Linked DNA regions of Mus musculus: region 2 is linked to region 1. A link is a contact called in public Hi-C data. All regions are on one chromosome and are shown on one strand. Each heading gives the region's core, a stretch centred on a gene start, on an enhancer-like site or on the middle of the called end of the contact. The rest is flanking DNA. Distances are from core to core; before and after follow the strand shown. Region 1 overlaps Camta1 (calmodulin binding transcription activator 1). Region 2 overlaps Camta1 (calmodulin binding transcription activator 1).

Region 1 (3,846 bases), core at 1,045-3,544:
CACCAGTGGCCATTAATAGATGAAAGGTGTTTGGGTTTCAATAGTGTTTGAATTTCATAACCCACCCGCACAAGGGGAGGTAGGCGTAGACACCAGCTCCGTTTGCTAACACCTGTAATCAGGAATCCCATGTGGCAAGCAAGCACCCCGGCTTTGAGCTTCTGGGAGTGAAGAGCAAACAAAAGGAGAATTCATGAATTGTAGACAGGCAATTTCTCTCTGCTGCTTTGAAGAGGGGCTGAGTTTGGTCTCAGAAGACCCTTGTGTATGCAGAACACAACCTTCCTATCTTACTCACAACCCAAATGGGCCACCGTGATGCTGCTACAGAGGGGGATCCACAGTGAAGACAGTCATGGGACCAGATTGTATGCAACACACACCTTGTAGCCATGAATAAACCTGCCTCAAGTTCCCTTTGGCCAGATGAGTCTAGCCCTCACACTCTGAGACTCCATAAGAAGATTAACAGGGAGCTGGGACTGGTGAGAGAACTAGATGGTGAAGTACCTGAAGCACAAGTGTGGAGCCCCAGCACCCACATAAAATTGGGTGCAGTAGCATGCACCTATAATCCCAGCACTGTGAAGATGCAGAGGGGGCTGACCCTGGGCATCTCTGGCTTGTCAGTCTAGGTAAGTAATATAGCTCTGAGTTCAGATTTTTAAAAAAGATGTTACTTACTAAGGTGGAGGGTGATCAAGGAAAACTCCTGAGGTCAACCTCTGGCCTGTACACATATACACAGGCAGCCAGAAGCACAAATGCACACACTCACATGGGGACACAGGCAGCCAGAAGCATTACATGGGGTAATCCCCATGGATCTCTGTCTTTTTCTCTGTCTGTCTCTGTCTCTGTCTCTGTCTCTGTCTCTCTCTCTCTGTCTGCCTCTCTCTCACACACATACACTATGCACACACTCACATGGACACACACTGGCACCCCACCTTAACACACTCACATGGATACCCCCTCAGACCTCTCTCTCTCTCTTTCTCTCTCTCTCTCTCTCTCTCTCTCTCTCTCACACACACACACACACACACACACACACACTCACATGGACACACACACACAGGCACCCACAAGCACACATGCACACACATGAACACACACATCTGCACACTCACATGGAGATACCCCCCACGAATCTTTCTCTCTCTCTCTCTCTCTCTCTCTCTCTCTCTCTCTCTCTCTCTCTCTCACACACACACACACACACACACACACACACAGAGGAAAAGCCCTTTTCCTTCTTTCTTCCCTTTCTCTAACATCAAGCAGCCAGATGAAAGATGAGGAACCCAGAAGCACCGTTGTGTGTCACACCGATCCGCACGGCTGCAGGGCACGCGCCTCAGTCAATCCAATCCATTTTCTAGAGGACTTTGTAAGGAGATAGCGCACAGAATGTCAAAACCATAAAAGGATCATGCTCTCCAGAGGGCTGTGACAGGGCAGCACTGGCAGAAGGGAGGCTCCGTGCAGTATTTGCTGTTTGTTTCTGCTTTGCTTTTTTTTTTTCCCTGTGTGTGCCTGTGTAGGGGTGAGCATGCGTGTCAGTGCATATGCACATATGTGAGCACATGTAAACATGAGTAGAGGCCAAAACACACACTCAGGTATCATTCCTCAGGGTCCATCCACCTCATTTTTGGAGACAACATCCCCACTGGCCAGTCAACTCTTCGGGCCATCCTGTCTCCACCCCTAAGCATGGGGGTTACAGGCATATACCAGTACATCTGGATTTTTGTTTAAAATGTGGGTCTTAGAGATAAAGCTCACGTTCTCATGCTTGCTCAGCAAGCACTTCACTGGCTGAGTCACATCCCCAGTCCTTTGTGTCTTTATGTGAAAATGAGTTTCTAACAAAGGGGGGGGGGCCCTCTGGCCCTCCGTGTCCAAAGTGATACTGGTCTACAGTCAATGCCAATGGTCTGTAGCCATCTGCACCCCAGAGAGACACAAGGAAGCAACACTCATCCTCCCTTGTAAGCACTTGGAATTCCTTGAGGATCTGAGTCATGCGTTTGGGGAAACACGAGCCTCTGCGACAGCGTTCTTTATAACTTTATGACCTTCGAAGGCAAGACACCTGAGTACAGGTCCTAAGGTGACTGAGACAAAAAGCCCGCAGGCCAGATTTAGGCTAAAAACCCAAAATGTGACAAAGGGGAGGGGTGCTGTCCTCGGTCCTGAACCAGCGTGGTGGGGCCGCTGTCCTCGGTCCCAAATGTTCGCTTGGAACCTCTGTCCCCGGTCCTAAAATAGCGTGCTGGGCGCTGTCCCTGGTTCTGAACGGTCACTGCGCATGGTGTCCCGGGTCTGAACCGCCATTGTGGCCGCTGTCCCCTGTTCTGAATCAGAACATGTGGCGTTGGACTGGGGAGCTGTCCCTGGTCCTAAACCATCAGGGTTGGGTGTTTTGTTTGTTTGGTTGGTTGGTTGGTTGGTTGTCTGGTTGGTTTTATGTTGTTGCTCTTGGTCCTGAACCAACATAGGGGCTGTTGGCCCTGGCCCAAAACACCGCACAGGGGTTGGGGTTCAGGGAAGAGGATATGTTGTCTGTGGTTCAGAACCAATATCTTTGCTGGGGTGCTATCCCTGGCCCTGAACCAAAACTCATAGGAGCTTTGCCCCTGCCCTTAAACCAGCACTGCCTTTCATATGTGTGAGGGAGAGGGAGGAAGACTGTCCCTGGTCCTGAATCAGGCTCTTTTGTTGCTGTCCGTGGTCCTGAACCAACGCTGTTCCAGGGCTGTGATTTATAGGAGTGAGGTTTGTTCCTGCTTGTGACCTGGTGTGTGTACACGCTATGCACACACCTGCAGACGCTGTGGGAAGACGTAGCATGACCACCACACATCCTTCTGAAATGTGGCCTCTCACTGAACCTAGAGTTGTTTTGCAGCTTAGGTTGGTTCCAGCCATTTCCTATCTCTGCTCCCCACAGTGCTAGGGTCAGGCATGCACATCCATGGCCACTCAGCCTTTGTGTGGGTGCTGGGAATCCTGACTCAGGATCTTCATGCTCTTACCGACTGAGCCATTTCTCTGGGCCAAGGAGGCAATGATTTTTGTAGGTGCTAACCATATCTCTTCAAGTCAAATGGAGATGAGAAGATAGTGATTGAGAAGAAAAATGAAGAGGGCACATGCGTGCTGTTTTCTCAAAACGTCTTTCTAGGAATTTCATTCCAGGTGAATATATTGACATATGTTCTGGGTCACGACATAAAATTTATAGCTGGCTTCTTACCAAGGACAACGTATTGGAAAACTGCTTCTCTGGACTACAGTTGCTGTGACATGTCCTTGAACATTAAGACCCCAACTCTGTGCTCAGAAAATGGTCAAAATGTTGGTTGTGAGGCAGTGGTAGTTGAAAACATAGGATGTAATACAGAGAAGCATGTAAAAATGGAATTGTATGCCCAGGAGAAGGAGAGATGAGGGGTAAGGAGGGGGAAATAGTGGGTTTTGTACTACAGTTACCAGCATCGTGAGGATTTCTCCCTCCTGCTACATTGAATAGAAGGTGGTCTTCCAACTTTATTCACAGCTCCACTGTGATTTCAAGAAGGCAGCCACACACTGACCTTCCACACCCAGCCCTCAGGCAGGATGGTTTTGGCTACTAAGTGGTACAGTGACCTCACCCTCTGTACCTCAGGCTCAGTGAAGGGCTTTGGTTTAGTGGTGAAGGCACTACTGTACACCAGCAGTGACAATTGCACCTATACACAAGCTGTTGTGGGGATTAAGTGAAGGAATTTATGTAAAGTCACTTAAAACCAGACCTGGAACTCATTACTGAAGCAAAATGGCTAAATATTACTA
Region 2 (3,538 bases), core at 642-3,141, 250 kb after region 1:
TTGAAAATCTTCAGTAAAAACCTTAACAATTTTTTTTTAACTTTCTTTAGACAGAGGGGGCATTTCTATGTACAGCAAGCATAAAGGAGGTACCTCAGAGGCTATACTTCAAACTCCCCTGTCAAGGTGTAAGCCTACATATTTATTCTTGACCTGGTATAAGAACTTCAAAGGAAAAAAGAAGTCCCACAGAGCAGCCAGTATCAGCAAGGGAGCTGCAAAGTAAACTGCATCTATCCACCTTCACTCCCGTACCATCCTGAGGAAGAATGGGGAGAACTTTCAGAGGTCATTTCTAGGACAGCACTTTATCCATCTGAACAATCTCCTTACAATCATTACCAACTAACTCATGACACAGAGCTGAGGTCTGGGAAAGGCAAGATGGGGAGAGGAGCCAGAGTCAAAAATAACAAATGGATGCATGGGAATTGTCTGATAAGGACAAGAGATAAGGAGGCCAAAGAGAGAGGCTTCTACCTCTGGCCCCAAAAGTAGCATCAAAGTCAGGAGCACCCTGCTGGTGGAGCTCCTTAGTCCAAGGTCACCCCTCTACTAAGGGGAAGAAGCAGCCCTACCCAGGAACCACGGGGGCTTATTAGAAGTCAGCAGATTAGCTTATCACTGCTTGATTCAGGGAAGGAAAGGACAAGAATGCTGATGCCAAGAGACATCTCCAATATGTAAAACCTAATCATTGAAGCCCCCAACTTTTCAGACATCCTACGGAGGGACACAGTTTTGAAAATTACAAAGTCTTAACAAAGTAAACAGTCCCTTCTTGGGATCAGCAAGATGGCTTAGCCACCAAGCCTGACGGAACCTGAGGTTGATCCCTGAAATCCACATGGAGGAGAGAACAGACTCCTCTCACCTTCCTATGTCTCCCCTACCACATAATGTTAAATCATAACCAAAAACAAAACCTGGGGCTGAAGAGATGTCTCAACAGTTAAGAGCACACACTGTTCTTCCAGGACTCTATAGAGATCAGTTCCCGGCACCCATGTCAGTAGCTCACAACCACCATCCACCTCCAGGAAGTTCCAACACCTTCCTGGGACCTGCAAAGGCATGGTACTCACTCTCATTCACTCATGTACACACACATAATTAAAAGTATAATCATTGAAAACTAAATCCCCAGGGCTTGAGAAGATGCTCAGTGGCTCAGAGCACTGGCTGCTTTTCCAGAGGACCCAGGTTTGACTCCTAACACCCACATGGTATTCTCAATTCTCTGTAACTCAGTTCTAGGGAACCAATACTTCTGACACAGAGTGGTATACAACATACATCCAAGAAAAACACCAAAACACATGAATCAATTTTTTTAAATGTAAGAGCAAACTTTAAATATAATAAAAATGATTCCTGTCTTCAACATTACTAATAGTTGAGTGGTAGCTTCCACAAAGCCCTGCATCCTATACCCAGCCCTTCAAGGGGAAAACTTGTACCTACACAATGAATTTTTACATGTACTATATGTAAACACATACAGTCACATGCACATGTGAATACACAATGCCATAATTCTAAATATTTAAATAATTATCAAAACTATTTATCTCTTAGGAAAAATAACAACTGAAATGTGTGCCTTCAAATGCATATCCAGAAGCTAACTGCTTTCTTCCCCTTAGTACATGTACCAAAATAAAGAAACAAAAAAACAAAACCTAGCTCCCAGAGAAGTCACTCATCTGTTACCATCAGACCACTCAAAACATATAAAGTTCCATCATAAGGATATAAGGAAATGTATCTGAGATGTCACATGGCTTAAAATGCTGCCCCCAGGGTCTGGGAAAACAGCTTAATCAGTAAAGTGCTTTTGCACCCATGTAAAAACTGGGTGCACCAGCACATTTCCACCACTGGGGGGTTGACTCAGATGGATCCCTGGGGCTTTGTGGCCTGCCACTGTACGCAATTAGCTCCAGGCTGAATGTCTCAAAGAGCTGGAAGGCACCACACCAGAAGCTAACTTCTGGGCTCCCTGTGTAATCATTTTCATTTGTATGGTGGGGGAGACATGTGGAGGTCAGAGCAAAACTTGCCGAGGAGGTCAGTTCTCTTTCTACCATGTTTGGTAGAAAGTTTGGTGACAAGCCCTTATTCACTAAGCCATCTAGCTGGCCCCCAAAACAAAATATTGAACATAAAACTTTGTACCTTTCAGAGCTCTGTACCTCTAGAGGATCTCTAAAAAGCTGTGAGCTGTAAATAGGATTTACACATGAACACACAAAATGAAGCTTAGTATTAAAAAAATTCCAGAGTAAGATACATTGGCAAAGTCCTTAGTTCATCTCATAGTGAGTGCGCACGCACACACACATACACACACACACACAGTTTAAGAAAGAGGTATCAACTGCAATGACTATAGTTTTATCATCCACTCTAACCATGAACTGAGCTATAAATGGCACAGCCTAGAAGTAACATATGCTATTTTTAAATGTCCTTGCCAATTAAATAGTCAGAAAATCAGTAAAGCCCCCCCCCGCACCCCCCACAAGAAAGCAAGGAAAATTAACTTGTTTAGAGCTAACCATTCATCAAACATAGGCTTGAACAATGCCAGAAGCCAGACGCCCAGCCTCTGTGTTGGCCCTACAGAGAAAAATTCAAGTGAGAGTCCTTCAAGACTGTCTTCACTGGGTCAGATTTCAAACAGCAACCTCCCTGGAGGAGAAGCTCCATCCCATAGCTACATGAGGGTACAATCCAGAGAAATGAAATCTGACTCTAACTCGGGATGTTATGCCTTCCACAACAACAGTATATCAAAACCAGAAATGTTAAAACCATAAAATAATCAAGATATTTGAAATACTTCAAGAGTAACCAAATGCTCAGAGTAGCCCACATGCTCTGCAACAGCAGCAGATCTGAGCCCAGCCTGCCTCTGTGAAATGAAGCAGAATCCTCCAATTCAGCAAATGACACAATAAATATTCTCTGTAACAAAGGAAACATGGCATAGCACTCTAACCTTATAGCAAAAACACAAATTTTGTATCAATATGTTCACAACACAGCTCAACACAAAAATCAGAACCTAATTAAAACTACTGCTTTAGACCTCAAGCTGTCTGGCCAGCAACCTTGCCCAAACTGAATTGCTGCAGACCAACCAGCAGGAGCAACTACAGCATTATCTAACAACTGTAGTGCTTCATCTCTTGTTTTATCTTTCATGGTTGACTTATGAACTGACTGATGGCAAACTGATATGTGAATATGCCAATTCAAAAACACAAAGAAAAAAATGGAAGCACAAAATTCATGAATGAAAATGCTGACGTCATAGCTCAACTCTCAGAGCTGAAGGACACAAGAAAGTGTGCACCTGTCTTTAGGGATGTTAACTCAAAGTCACTTAGTGAAGAAAGGACGTAAGTCAGCCCCTCCTTGCTCAGAACGAATGAAGAAAGGTGAGGTAACAGAAAAACCTTTGCTAGCCCAGAAATGAGAAACAGGCAATGCATGAGGCACAAATCAGCACTGCTTGTGAATGGCCCAACTA

Evidence for each region. Hi-C and Micro-C count contacts between places; a contact is called where the count stands out from the background.
Region 2: a contact with region 1 is called in a Hi-C map of pre-megakaryocyte-erythroid progenitors, with 3 times the contacts expected there. The contact joins two enhancer-like sites. A contact is called at or near these places in 4 of 39 promoter capture datasets (the 3T3-L1 cell line, hippocampal neurons, liver and 1 more), 2 of 15 datasets of contacts at CTCF or cohesin (hippocampal excitatory neurons and pro-B cells), 56 of 484 Hi-C or Micro-C datasets (the HL-1 cell line, LSK cells, the N1E-115 cell line and 33 more), 2 of 115 datasets of contacts at active chromatin or transcription factors (astrocytes and embryonic basal ganglia) and 1 of 9 other capture datasets (embryonic stem cells).

Annotation. Positions count from the first base shown.
Region 1 is chr4:151,602,402-151,606,247 of GRCm38.p6, forward strand. The region is part of intron 3 of Camta1 (calmodulin binding transcription activator 1); the gene reads right to left. Among named protein-coding and RNA genes, the nearest start is that of Gm52712, 37 kb to the right of the region's middle. Within about 2 kb of position 2,295, at least 60 of the 459 cell types and tissues checked have an H3K27ac peak or open chromatin away from gene starts, as enhancers often do. A contact at or near this core is called in pre-megakaryocyte-erythroid progenitors, where this site is marked.
Region 2 is chr4:151,849,495-151,853,032 of GRCm38.p6, forward strand. All of the region lies in intron 1 of Camta1 (calmodulin binding transcription activator 1), which reads right to left. The region is part of intron 1 of Gm42357 (a long non-coding RNA gene); the gene reads left to right. Among named protein-coding and RNA genes, the nearest start is that of Gm42357, 9.7 kb to the left of the region's middle. Within about 2 kb of position 1,892, at least 35 of the 459 cell types and tissues checked have an H3K27ac peak or open chromatin away from gene starts, as enhancers often do. A contact at or near this core is called in pre-megakaryocyte-erythroid progenitors, where this site is marked.